Regions from separate parts of the Anser cygnoides genome. Here region 1 is linked to region 2. The links are chromatin contacts, called in public Hi-C maps. All regions are on one chromosome and are shown on one strand. Each heading gives the region's core, a stretch centred on a gene start, on an enhancer-like site or on the middle of the called end of the contact. The rest is flanking DNA. Distances are from core to core; before and after follow the strand shown. Region 1 overlaps LOC106048337 (a long non-coding RNA gene). Region 2 holds the start of COPZ2 (COPI coat complex subunit zeta 2).

What was found. A called contact is a pair of places that touch in the nucleus more often than the background predicts.
Region 1: a Hi-C map of liver shows a contact between it and region 2, with 1.8 times the contacts expected there. The contact joins the enhancer-like site here to the promoter of COPZ2 in region 2. A contact is called at or near these places in 2 of 7 Hi-C or Micro-C datasets (granulosa cells and liver).

What each region holds. Positions count from the first base shown.
Region 1 is chr22:8,977,776-8,983,476 of Taihu_goose_T2T_genome, reverse strand. LOC106048337 (a long non-coding RNA gene) reads left to right here. Exons shown (of 4, transcript XR_010826299.1): 3 at 197-5,701. Among named protein-coding and RNA genes, the nearest start is that of HOXB13, 17 kb to the right of the region's middle. Within about 2 kb of position 1,711, at least 1 of the 3 cell types and tissues checked has open chromatin away from gene starts, as enhancers often do.
Region 2 is chr22:8,586,792-8,592,415 of Taihu_goose_T2T_genome, reverse strand. COPZ2 (COPI coat complex subunit zeta 2) reads left to right here and starts at 2,778. Exons shown (of 8, transcript XM_066981842.1): 1 at 2,778-4,355; 2 at 5,270-5,338; 3 at 5,440-5,521; 4 at 5,619-5,624. The coding sequence starts at 3,438. NFE2L1 (NFE2 like bZIP transcription factor 1) reads right to left here and starts at 2,342. Exons shown (of 6, transcript XM_066981841.1): 1 at 2,195-2,342; 2 at 1,118-1,629. The coding sequence starts at 1,627.

The DNA.
Region 1 (5,701 bases), core at 462-2,961, 390 kb before region 2:
TGAAGCTGTTGAGCCTCATTTATTGTGTTCTTTAGAGTAATGGGATCAGTATAGAGCTGATCATACTCAGTGCCATTAAATCTTCTGTGCTTAATTAAGATGCTTTGTATATTACCTAGTGTGATCAGGATCATGTAGAGAAGAAGGGAGGAGGCTAATACCTTTCTAACCCTGCATCTTGTTCATTCATTTACAGATAATGTTTGCTTGCATCTGACAAATTATTCCATTAACAAGAACAGTGTTAATTCTGCTAAAGAAGACGACACTGGTGGTAAGAAGTAAAAAGGAGAAAACGTTTCTAAGCTACTCTCAGAGAGGGTATTATTTACTTTTTCTGGTACGTATTCATAGGCTTGATTTAGGTCTTCAGAGTATTTCTTTGTGTTTCCCCAATGCAGCATATTTTTTGCTGTTGAATTAACCAAGTGAAGAAACTCAGAAGAGTTACAGAATTGGACACCGAAAGCAGGGAGGAAAACTTTGCAAAGGGGAGTTAGGACTCAGGCTTGACAGCAACACTGGATTTGTTTCAATTTTTCTCTTGAGACTAAATGCTTACCTAGCTATATGGATTTGTCTAATGAGATATTGCTACTGGTTCCAAACTTTGCTTGTAATTCTAGATCATTGTGCAGCAACAGCTCTACATCTTCACATCTTCGGTGTATTTATTATCATTGTTTGCTGTGATAGGCAGTTTTACATTAGTTTACCTAGACATCATATTTTTCCTGTTGCACACATTTCTCTTGAAATGTTCCTTCTGTTTCCTTCTTTCTAAATAGTGAGATCCCTTGCATCTGTCTAGTTCTGCTTAACATCTCATCCTTTGCTAATAAAATTTAAATGTTATCTGTTCATAGCAGCAAAACTCTTAACAGTACTAGCTTCTCAGCTGCAGTGCTGTGATTTTGTGAGGCTTAACAGTTGTAAGACAATCTAGGAGTATAGGTTTCTTCTTTCCATTTGCCTTAGAATTATAGTCTTAGAATATCCCAAGTTGGAAGGGACCCACAAAGATCATTGAGTCCAACTCAGTGCTTCCCAAAAGTCTTTTCTGCACTAGGAAAAGAGATTGCTGTAACTCAGTAATAGTTTGTGCAATTGAAGTTTCAAGGCATGAATGTGGTTTTAGTGGTATAAAGAAGCTGTATACAGATTGATCTATTGCAATATTGGGGTAGAAATACACCAGTTCAGCTGTATTTGTGTTAGCAAAGTTTCCAGTGTTTCACCATTTCTAGGAAACTGTCCACTTTTAATAACTCTATGCAGAAATGTGGCTGTGATACCTACCAAATGTGGCCAGCTATTAGCAGATACTACTGTTAAAACATTGAGATCAGCACATTCTATTATGAAACACAACTATCACATCTGCCTCCCTAATTACATTGGGGTAGTGGTCTATTTGAAATACAGAGGTTTGATGTTATCTTGATTCAAAAATTCAAGCCCTAATTGCTTGAGGTAAGAACCCTGATAAAAGTGTCTACTTGCTGCTGAAATATGTTCATGTATTAACTGGTCTCTTTTTCAGCCTGTTGGTTGCTGTCATTAGTCTCTGTTTTAACACCAGTTTCGAATTGTTCTGGTTATCCTCTGTAGGATCTCCTGCAGAGTTCCCAGAGAAGAATGGCTCATGGGTGACCGGCAGGGGGGGATAGACTACACTGAATCAGTGTGAAAACAGCTTGAATTGTGCTCCAGGACACATGCATAGAACATTTCTTGCCTGCAGGAGTCCTCACCGTTGTGGACAGCTTCACTCAAGTTCTTTGCATACAGAAGTATTTCAGAGTTAGCCATTACCCAATGTGGGATTTACCTGCTAATGGAGGGTGTAGCCTGTGGTTCTCAGAGGACAGTAAGTTAATACCAGTTCCTCCTCTTCTACACCTAGCAAATACTAGATTGACATCAACTCTACGTTCAATCTCAGGCCATAATTTCAAACTGAGTGTCACTTGTTAGTTCCCTCTTTGCCATATATAAAACAAACAAACAAACAAACAAACAAAAACAGATGGTTTCACTGCTTTTTTTTGTTGTTGATTTGAGGAATGTAAAGAACATGCTGGATAAGAAGGCATCTTTTTCAGCTCAAGTGACTTGTTCAAAAGTCCTTGGTGAAACCAACAGAAAAACTACAGTTTTCCTGTTACCTCAGACCTGTAGACACGGGGACAGACAAGCATAGTACATCCCCCAACATGGCTCCATGCAACTGTCACCTATAAAATATCTAACTTTCTAATACAATATACCTACCGTGTTCTAGGTAAACTTCAAACTACATATGAATTTAATTTATATGCTGTTTGAGACAGGCACATGAGGAAGTCAGATTAGCAAGTGAAAAACACTCAGAGGACTATATTCACAGTGTTTTGTTTTGTTGTGTTTTGTTTTGTTTTTCCTGGTCCTCTAAAACATTAATCTCCTTATGAAAATGCTAAATGGCTTGTGACAGCAGCATACTAGTTATTTGATGCAAAAAATGGTATTGTGTGCGCTAAGTTACAAACAGTGGAAGCCACAAATAAATTTGAAGACAAAAAAAAGAGGAGAAGGAGAAACTATGTGGTAATATCTATCTGGCCAAGAACTATCACCTTCCAGAAGTATTCTGCAAATAATAGGCACTAGCCATCCAGGAGTGAAGTGCATTCAGTGAAGACTGGTACATTTCAGTGGTCCTGATCTCTTGCTAGGTTTGACTTCAGACTGTAGGAGCAATGTGAGTTAGCAGGTGATTTTTCTTCCTCTGGTTCAGTATTGTATCCTTAGAAGACTATTTACAGATGCTAAGGCAAACTGTCAAAAGAGCAAACGATTCCTAATTTTAACGTAAAAATTGTTTAGGAATGAAGGATTGAACACTGCTAAGGGGGAACCACTTTGATTTGCGCATGAGATGATTAATCAGCAATATTCAGCATACGATAACTGTCTCAGAAATGATGCATTGACTTGGTAGAAGCTATAGTTAGAAGGGAAAACCTTGACAAAGAAGGTGCTAACTTCTGATGGGTTTTTTTTTGACCATCATGTCATTGGAGGCAGTACAGGACAAATATACTGTAGCATCTGAACTTAAGCAAACTAGGGAAGTTAAAACAGGATGGATGAAATGTATTGCATCCAGCAATCTTCCATGCTCTTCTCTGAGAGTTTGCTGTCCTTAAATCACCGGCAACTGAATAGCTCATCAAGCAAATTATGTCTGTCTAAAATTCAGCTTTGTGTATTACAGTAAGTTGAAACCAGGAATGGATTGTGTTCATATGCAAGTTATTCAGTAGCACAAAGCACAGGTTTAATAGAATCCATGGGAGAAGTGTCACAAGCCAGCAGGGATGGATTTTTTGACTTTCATCAAATGATTTTAGTCCACTTCCAAAGCATGTATCTGTTCTGCAGTCTTACAGTAGTAAAATGGAGTAGTCATTCTCAAACTGCAATGTCTTTATGAGCAATAGTACATAGGCAATTCAAGATGATAAGCAAGTACCACTAAAATGATAAAGAAGTACTTCTCTGCATGGAGGTTTATAGCATGGAGGAGCAACCTAATTTAGGAACCCCATTGTGTGGTGATAGCTGAGCTATCTTTAATTTATTTCACTGACAAATGATCACGCATGTGCATGGCTGGTCCTGGCTTTACTGTTTCCAGAATTTGAGTTAGGTTGTTTAAAGCTTCAGTCTGTGGTGAAGATATTAAAAAATAAATAAATCTATTTACAAGGCAAGATATGTATAAAAAGAATACGCACGTCTATTATTCTTCATAAGACTAAAGAATATAAAACCAAATACAGTAATGTGGTATATTAGGGTTTCACTTCTCAGTCTCACAAAGAGTAAAGGATAGAGGCCAAAATGAAGAACAACTGTCATCCTGTAAGTATGGGGGTTTGGAAGGGCTTGTTTATATTGTTCCATTGGGAGTTGTTCATTTTGCACTTAACTCTGTTAAGAGAGCACTCAACTACTTATAAGTATGCCCTTCCTTGGCCTAGTTTTCATCTGATTAGAGGCAAAAAGACCTCATATATCTCACAAATTGCTTCATTTGATAGGGTAATTTCTTTTTCAAGCTCAATTTCAGTAAATATACATTCATTTACTATGTATTAACAAAAATGTTGATTATTCGTATTAATACTCACTACAGATCCTCTGGTTATCCAGAAAACTGCGGTAAGGTGAGTGGATGAGTAATGGAATGGCTGCCGCTGGGGCTTAAAGATAGGAAATGTAAGTAATGCTTATTAGATAACACACAGGTCTGTTGAAGTTATGCATAGATCTGTCATTCTGTCTCACTTGTAAGTTGCAAATATTTGTGGTCGGTCAAGAACAAGCAAATCGGTTTTATCATTAATTATTTTATTTTATGCACACTTTTCAGCAGATGAGGAAGCACCGTCCTTGTCCAAAGTACTTAACAACATCTGCCCTAATAAAAGAAAGACTTAAGGCTATGGCTTCGTGTTTCTTCTACTAGCAACTGAACAAATATAACCCAGTGTCTCATTCTACCTGATCTTAATCCCTGTGTCCAGAGCTTCCTGCTCTGTTAATTATATCAGTTTGGTGTTCAGTACTCATGCTACAAAATTCATCTGTGGAATGATGTTATAAAAATACTGAAAAAATGACCTGGGCTTTTTATTTTTTTGGTTGTAATTTTTAACAATAGCACTTTGCAGATCTCCTTTAGATGTAGCTACAGACACTGTTAAGTTGTTCCCTGTTCAATTGTTTTTATTTGCAGTGGGTAGTCATTGAGGGAATGTGGGGAACGAGCAGCCGACTGGGGAAGGAATTAGAACCTCAGCATTAGCTCTGCCTTGCAGAATTCTAACATGAAACAAAATTAAAAGGTAATCAGTGTCTCATCCTCACTTTTTTAATTTTTTAATAGTAGCCAACTTTGTAACATAGACTGAGTGGATACTCTCCATTTCATCAAGAATGAATTTAGCCTATGCAAGATATTTGGCTTTGTGAGACAGGTGAGTCTGCGTTTCAAGGAGGACCATTCTAACGCAAGATGCCTATAAAATATTAATCTTTTAATATATTTTAATAGAAGTTTTATTAGAAATTAGGCTACCCATCCCAATACTGGTCTACTTCCAATATAAAAATAGAGTACAATGTATTGGAAACTACCACATACTTTGTACATATTTAATCAGTTCACTGTGGGAAGAGAGGTATGTGGTTGTATAAGCCTGGAAAGTGATCATGAGTTGCCTCCCAGCATTTTTGTAGTAGCTGGGTTCTTGGTGCAATGATCCACTGTCTTGTGCCCATGTAGTAGATGATAGAGGGATTTTTCAGTTGAAAGGAGATCTGCCTACAGAAAAGGTGGAAGGATAAATTTTGTTTTTTTCCAGAAACCTTCTAAACACTGGAAGAAAGTTTAAGTGTAAAGGAGAAGGGAGGAGCACTAATTCAACATAATAACTAAAGGCATTCTGAACAACAGCTATGTAAAACAGGCTTGAGGAGCAGCGATCAAGGCAATTAGTATCTCTTCCTCGTATCCTTCAGTTCTGGAACCAAATGTCCATGCAGAAATAAAGTAGGGCATATTAGAAACACTGTCTATACAAAGTATCACCAATAGGTTGGGAGAATATGGCTATGACAGTATTGTGGGTAGGGAAACTGAGGCACTGAT
Region 2 (5,624 bases), core at 1,529-4,028:
AAACCTGCCTCTCAGCTACGGGGGCAGAGCCCAGCCGTGGGGACGCCTGCGCTGTGCTCCGAGGCGGCGGCGCCTCCCGGGACCCCTCCACAAAGCGGGCGCAAGGCCCGGGGGGGGTTTGGGCTCGGTCCCACGGCTGCCCACGGCCATGGCACCAGCCGCTTGTCCTGCGGCAGCGCCACGCGAAACAACGGCCACCATGGTCCCTGCCGCGTGCACGTGTTCACACCGCTCACACCGCTCTCTTTACACCATCTCCGGCCTCCCGCTGAGCCAAAGCCACGTGATGAGCACCCACAGCATCCCCGAGAGCCGCCTGCAAAGCCCCCCGGCGCCCCTGCTGGGGACAGGGACCGCGGCGGCAGGGTGGCTCCTGCCCTCTCCACGCCCCGACTCCTCGGCAGCTCGCCTGAGCTTAGACCCGACCGATTTAGGAGACAGCAGCAACGCTGGAAGCGCCCGACGCTGCAACTCAGCACTAACGTCCTCCACACGGCGTGGCCAGGGAGACGTCGAGGCTGAACGTGCCGTGACAAAGAAAGCAGAGCCAAAAAGCACAGAGAGGAGCAGCTACCAGGGACCGGGGCTCGATTGCGTCACAGCATCTGAAAGGTTATGCCCAGACAGAAAAATAAACCACTTTCCAGTTCACCTCTCCCCACCCCTCTGTGATGAAAACCAAGCCATAAACATCTCAACTGGACGCGCTCCAGAGCCGAGTAACCCAACCACCCCGCCGACACCTGGGCCGGGGCTGTTACCCAACGCCTGTGTTTATTTCCCGGCGTTATTTTATCGGTTTCACAACACAAAGCTACGTGCACGCGTTGAAGCGCTGGCCCCGGCCCGCTCTCCCCTTCCAGTACCGCTTTCAAGACCAAGAACAAAGCCAACACAAAGGAAAAACGACCCCGCACACACACCCGGAGCCCCCGACCGCGCCGCCCCTCGGCCCCTCCAGCTCCCCGGCAGGAGCCTGCTGTTCCCACGCGCTAAGCACACGCCGCGCGCAAAGCACCGCTCGCTTCGGCGGCCGTCGAAGCAGCGAGAGCCGGCCCGGCCCGAGCTCTCCAGGAGCCCCCCCTCTCCCCCAGCACGCGCACAAGGAGCTGCCTACCTCTTTGGTCAGGTCCCCGTTCACCGGGGGAGCCACCGCTCCCAGGTCCTCCAGCTCCTCCCCGAAGCCCTGCTCGGCCCCGCTCTCCCTCACGCCGCCGTCGGGGCCGCCCCCATCCTGCAGGCCGCCGCCGTTCTCGAGGGCGATGCCGGCGCTGGGCTGGGTGCCGGACACGGAGCCCTCGGGGTCCCTGTGCACCAGCCAGGCGCTCACCTCGGTGGTGGGCACCTGGAACCTGTCCAGGGCCCTGACCTGGTTGAGCAGGCGGCGAGCCGTGAAGTAATAGTCCAGGTCTACGCTCTTGGGGTGGATGCCATAGCCGTCCAAGGTGTTGCGCAGGTTGTGGAACTGGGTCTGGGTGTAGGCCGAGCTCTGCCCGAGGATGATCTCCCGCAGGGGGGGCAGCTGCGAGGTCAGGTAGGTGTCCACGTCCACGCGGACACCGATCAGGCTGAGCAGGATGGTGAACTGGATGAGGCCTTCAGTGAAGTATTTCTTCAGAGAAAGCATTTCTGGGGGGGGAGCAGGGCGAGGGTTAAAGCCCCACCGGCGCAGCGCAGCACAGCCCCGCCGGGCCCCGCGCCCCCGGGCCGCCCGCGTGCCCCGGCCCCGCCTGTCACCACCCCAGCGGCCGGGCCGCGGGGCCGGGCTTGGGCGCCCGGAGCTCAGCGCCGGGACGGCTCCTGCGGGCCCCGCCGGGCACCGGAACCGGACGGGGCCGGGGGGGTGCCCCGGGGGGGGGGTGTCCGGGTGTGGTGTCCCCGGTCCCGGTCCCCGCGCCAGGCCCGGGCCCGGCCGCCCCTCGCCCCCCGCCGCGGCCTGAGGGGACGGGATCGGACCCGGGGCCTGCTCCCGCAGCCGGGACCCCACCGGCGGCGCGCGGCGAGGCCCCGCCGGGGCTCCCCCCCCCCGCGGGGCACCGGGAGCACGAGGCCCCCGCGGCCCCTCCCCGCCCCGCCCCGCCCCGCGGCCCCCCCCGGGCCCCGGCCCCGCGGGCCCCGCCCGGGCCCGTCAAGGCGCCCCCCGCCCCCCGGCCCCGCCGCCCCACGCCCCCCGGCCCCCGCCCCCCCCCGCTACCCGCTCGCCGCCGCCGCCGCCGCTCGCTCCCAGCCCCGCCGCCGCCGCCGGCCCCGCTCGCGCTCCCCGCCCTGGCCCCCGCCTCCCCCTCCCGCCTCGCGCGGCCCCTCCGCCAATCGGCAGCCGCCGCGGGGAGGCGGGACCGGGCGGCGGCCCAATGGGCGGTGGCGGCGAGGCGTCGCTCCCGCCCCCGCCGCCGCCAAGATGGGCAGGCGAGGCGGCCAATCGGCGTGCGGACTGCGACGGTGGCCCCGGTGCGTCGCCCGACGGCCGCACGCTGGGCCAATCGGCGAGGAGAGGCGACACCGCGAGACCCGCCCCGCGCGTCATGATCGACGTAGCGTCCGCCCAACGGGACGCGAGGCTTCGGCCGAGCGACAGCGGCAGCCGGCAATCACACGGCGCTCGGCAGCCAGCCGCCGGCCCGGCAGCTTGAGTGACAGCCGCGAGCACCAATCCCCGCGGCGCGGGCACCGCCCCGCCGCCCCGCAGCCGTTGCCATGGCGCCGCGCGCCCCGGGCCCTCACGGCCGAGGCCTGCGGGGAACCGGGGCCGGGCCCGGGCAGCGCCACCCCCCCCACACCCCCCCGCGGCCCCTGCTCGGTAGCGCCCGGCCCGGCCGGGCCGAGCAGGACGCCAGAGCCCATGAGGAGCTCGTTCGAGAAAGGCGGACAGCGGGCGCGGGCCCCGACGCCCGGCCCAGCGCTGCTTCCCCCGGGCGGGGACGGCTGCAGCCGGTGCTCGATCGCCCCCGGGAGCTCGGCCCCGGCCTGGGCCCAGGCAGGGCCCAACAAGGCCGCTCGGTGGCCGAGCGCCGCGCGGTGCTGAGCTGCCCGGGCCGGGCGACGCGCAGTGGCCCCTGGCACCTCCCCCGGGCAGCCGCGGAGCCGCGCGCCCTTCGTCACGGCTTGGTTTGGGTGCGGGCACCGGGCTCTGAGCGCAGCTGGGGAATGGGGACCGGCGGCACAGCCCCCCCGGACCGGGGCCGCCCCGACACCGGCCCGGAGCTCCCCCGCCCCGGGGGGCAGGGACGGGGCAGCGCGGGGAGGGGGCCGGCAGCACCCGTGCAGAGCAGGTCGGGGTCGCTCGCTGCGCCCCGGCCCCCCCATCACCGGTTCGCTGCGCCCCGGTCGTCCCGTTCCCCCCCCCGCCCCCATCGCGCCGCTCGCTGCAAAACAACCTCCGACCGCCCACGGGAGGCGGGGCGCGGCCCCGGCCCCGGCCCGCCGCAATCGGCGAGTTCATGGGGCAACGGCGGCCGGCGGGGCGGGCACGGCTCCGTTGCGACAGCGGCTCCCGCTCCGCGCAGCACGGGGGGGGGGCGAGCCGGGGGTGTCACCGAGCCCGGGCGTCCCTGAGGCCAGCAGCGCCTCGTGACGGGGCTGGCGAGCACAACGCGGCGCCTGCCTGTCCCCACCGCGCCCTGTGGTCGTGGGGCACGGGCACGTCCCGGAACCCCCCCTGGAGCCCTCCTGGAGCCCTCCTCGCGCCTCCCCAGGCAGCCGAGGGGACGGGGACAGGGCCGAGGGGCGCTGCCAGCAGCAACCCGAGCCGGCTGCCCCTGGCCGCGTTATTTTTAGCCCCCCGGGGCCATGCGGAGCCTGGCAGCCGGCCGGTCCCAGCCCTCCGCCGGCTTCAGGGCCTCGTAGCAGCAGAATTGGTGCGGAGCTGCGTGAAAACCGGACCCGGGGCCGCTCGGGGACAGCAGCGGCCCTGCGGCACGGCGCGGCGGGGGCTGCTCCGAGCTCCTGGGACACGCACACGGAGCGCTGCCGTGCGCTGCTGGCGGGCCCCCCCCGCGCCCCACAGAAACACGCCCGGGGAGGGCAGGGGGCTCCCAGCTCGGGCTGGGGCCTCGCAGGAGCTCCCCAGCGCTGGGGCTGCGAGCGGCAGGGCCAGGCCCCGTTTCCAGCCCCGTTTCCAGCCTCTCCAGCCCCATTTCCAGCCCCGTTTCCAGCCCCGTTTCCAGCCCCGTTTCCAGCCCCGTTTCCAGCTCTCCGGCCCCGTTTCCAGCCCCGTTTCCAGCCCCGTTTCCAGCCCCGTTTCCAGCCTCTCCAGCCCCAGCACCACGGCCCCGGCCCCGTGCCCGAAGGCAGGCACGCTGGGGAGCGCACCCCGGCCCCGGCGGTGGAAGCAAACCGAGGCGGTTGGGGCGCAGCCGGTGAGTCACCGGCAGGGCACGGGAGCCCGGGGCAGGGCGGGACCCGGCGTGGTGCCGACCCCCCCCGGCAGCACCCGCAGCCTGCACTGGGGGCACCCACTGGTGGAGCCCAAACCTGGCACCCCCGGGGTGACCCCGGGGGAGGGGGGGGGCTCCTTGCCCCACTGGGTCTGCACCTCACCCCATCGCACCCCCCCCGTCACTGCTCTGTCGCAGAGCCTGTGTTCGTGGGGGGAGTCCTTGGGGAGTGCCCCCCCCCCCCCAGCAGCCAGGCACTGCAGCACCTTGGGGTGCAGGAACCCAGCCTGGGGGGCCCCGTGCCCACCCCTCCCCTGCTGCAGGCGGCCGGGGGGGGCTTTCAGGAGGACACCAGCTGCTGCCGTGACAAGGCCGGTGGCACCGGGGCCAGGGGCAGGGCCCGGGGGGGCCGGGCTGGGCTGGGTGCGGCAACGTCAGCGCCGGGGGGGGCACGGGGGGGCTGCCCGGGACGGCGGAGCCATGGAGCCCACGGGGCTGCCAGTAGGGCTGGGACAGGGGCAGCCGGGAACTTCCTGTGGCCACCGCAGGACAGGGAGAAACGGGTGGGAAGGGGAGGGGGGAATGGGGGGAAGGGGAGATAAATGGGGGGGGGGGAGGGTGGGGGAAATGGGGGAACCCCAGAAACGGTGGGAAATGGAGAAACGTGGGAGTTGGGGGGTGCAATGGGGGGGAGTGGGGGGAGAGGTGGGGAAATGGGGAGAAACGGGGGGGAGTGGATGGGGTGCAGGGCAGGGGTGTGAGGGAGGGTCCCCAAAAAACAGAGGGGGGGGACCCCAGTGGGGTGGGGGGGCTCGGGGGGCACAGGCGTCCCCAGGCAGCGCGAGGCAGGACCCAGCTGCAGCCGGCCCGGGGGGGCTGAGCCCCTGTGCCCCCAGGAGCCCTCGCTGTACACGGTGAAGGCGCTGCTCATCCTCGACAGCCGCGGGCAGCGGCTCCTGGCCAAGGTGAAGCTCGGCCCCGGCCTCGCTGCTGTGGTTTCCCCGCTCCGGGGGGGTCGGGGTGCTGGATCCGGCCGCAGTGCTGACCCCCCCCCCCCGCCTCCCAGTACTACGACAGCAGCTTCCCCACGGCGCAGGAGCAGGCGGCCTTCGAGAGCAGCATCTTCAGCAAGACCCGCGGGGCAGGCAGTGAGCACGGGGGGAGCCTCTGCAGCAGGGGGGGGGCTGCAAAAGGTTTGGTGTGCTCGGGGACATCCCGGGGAGACACCGTCCTGCGTCCCCGCAGGTGAGA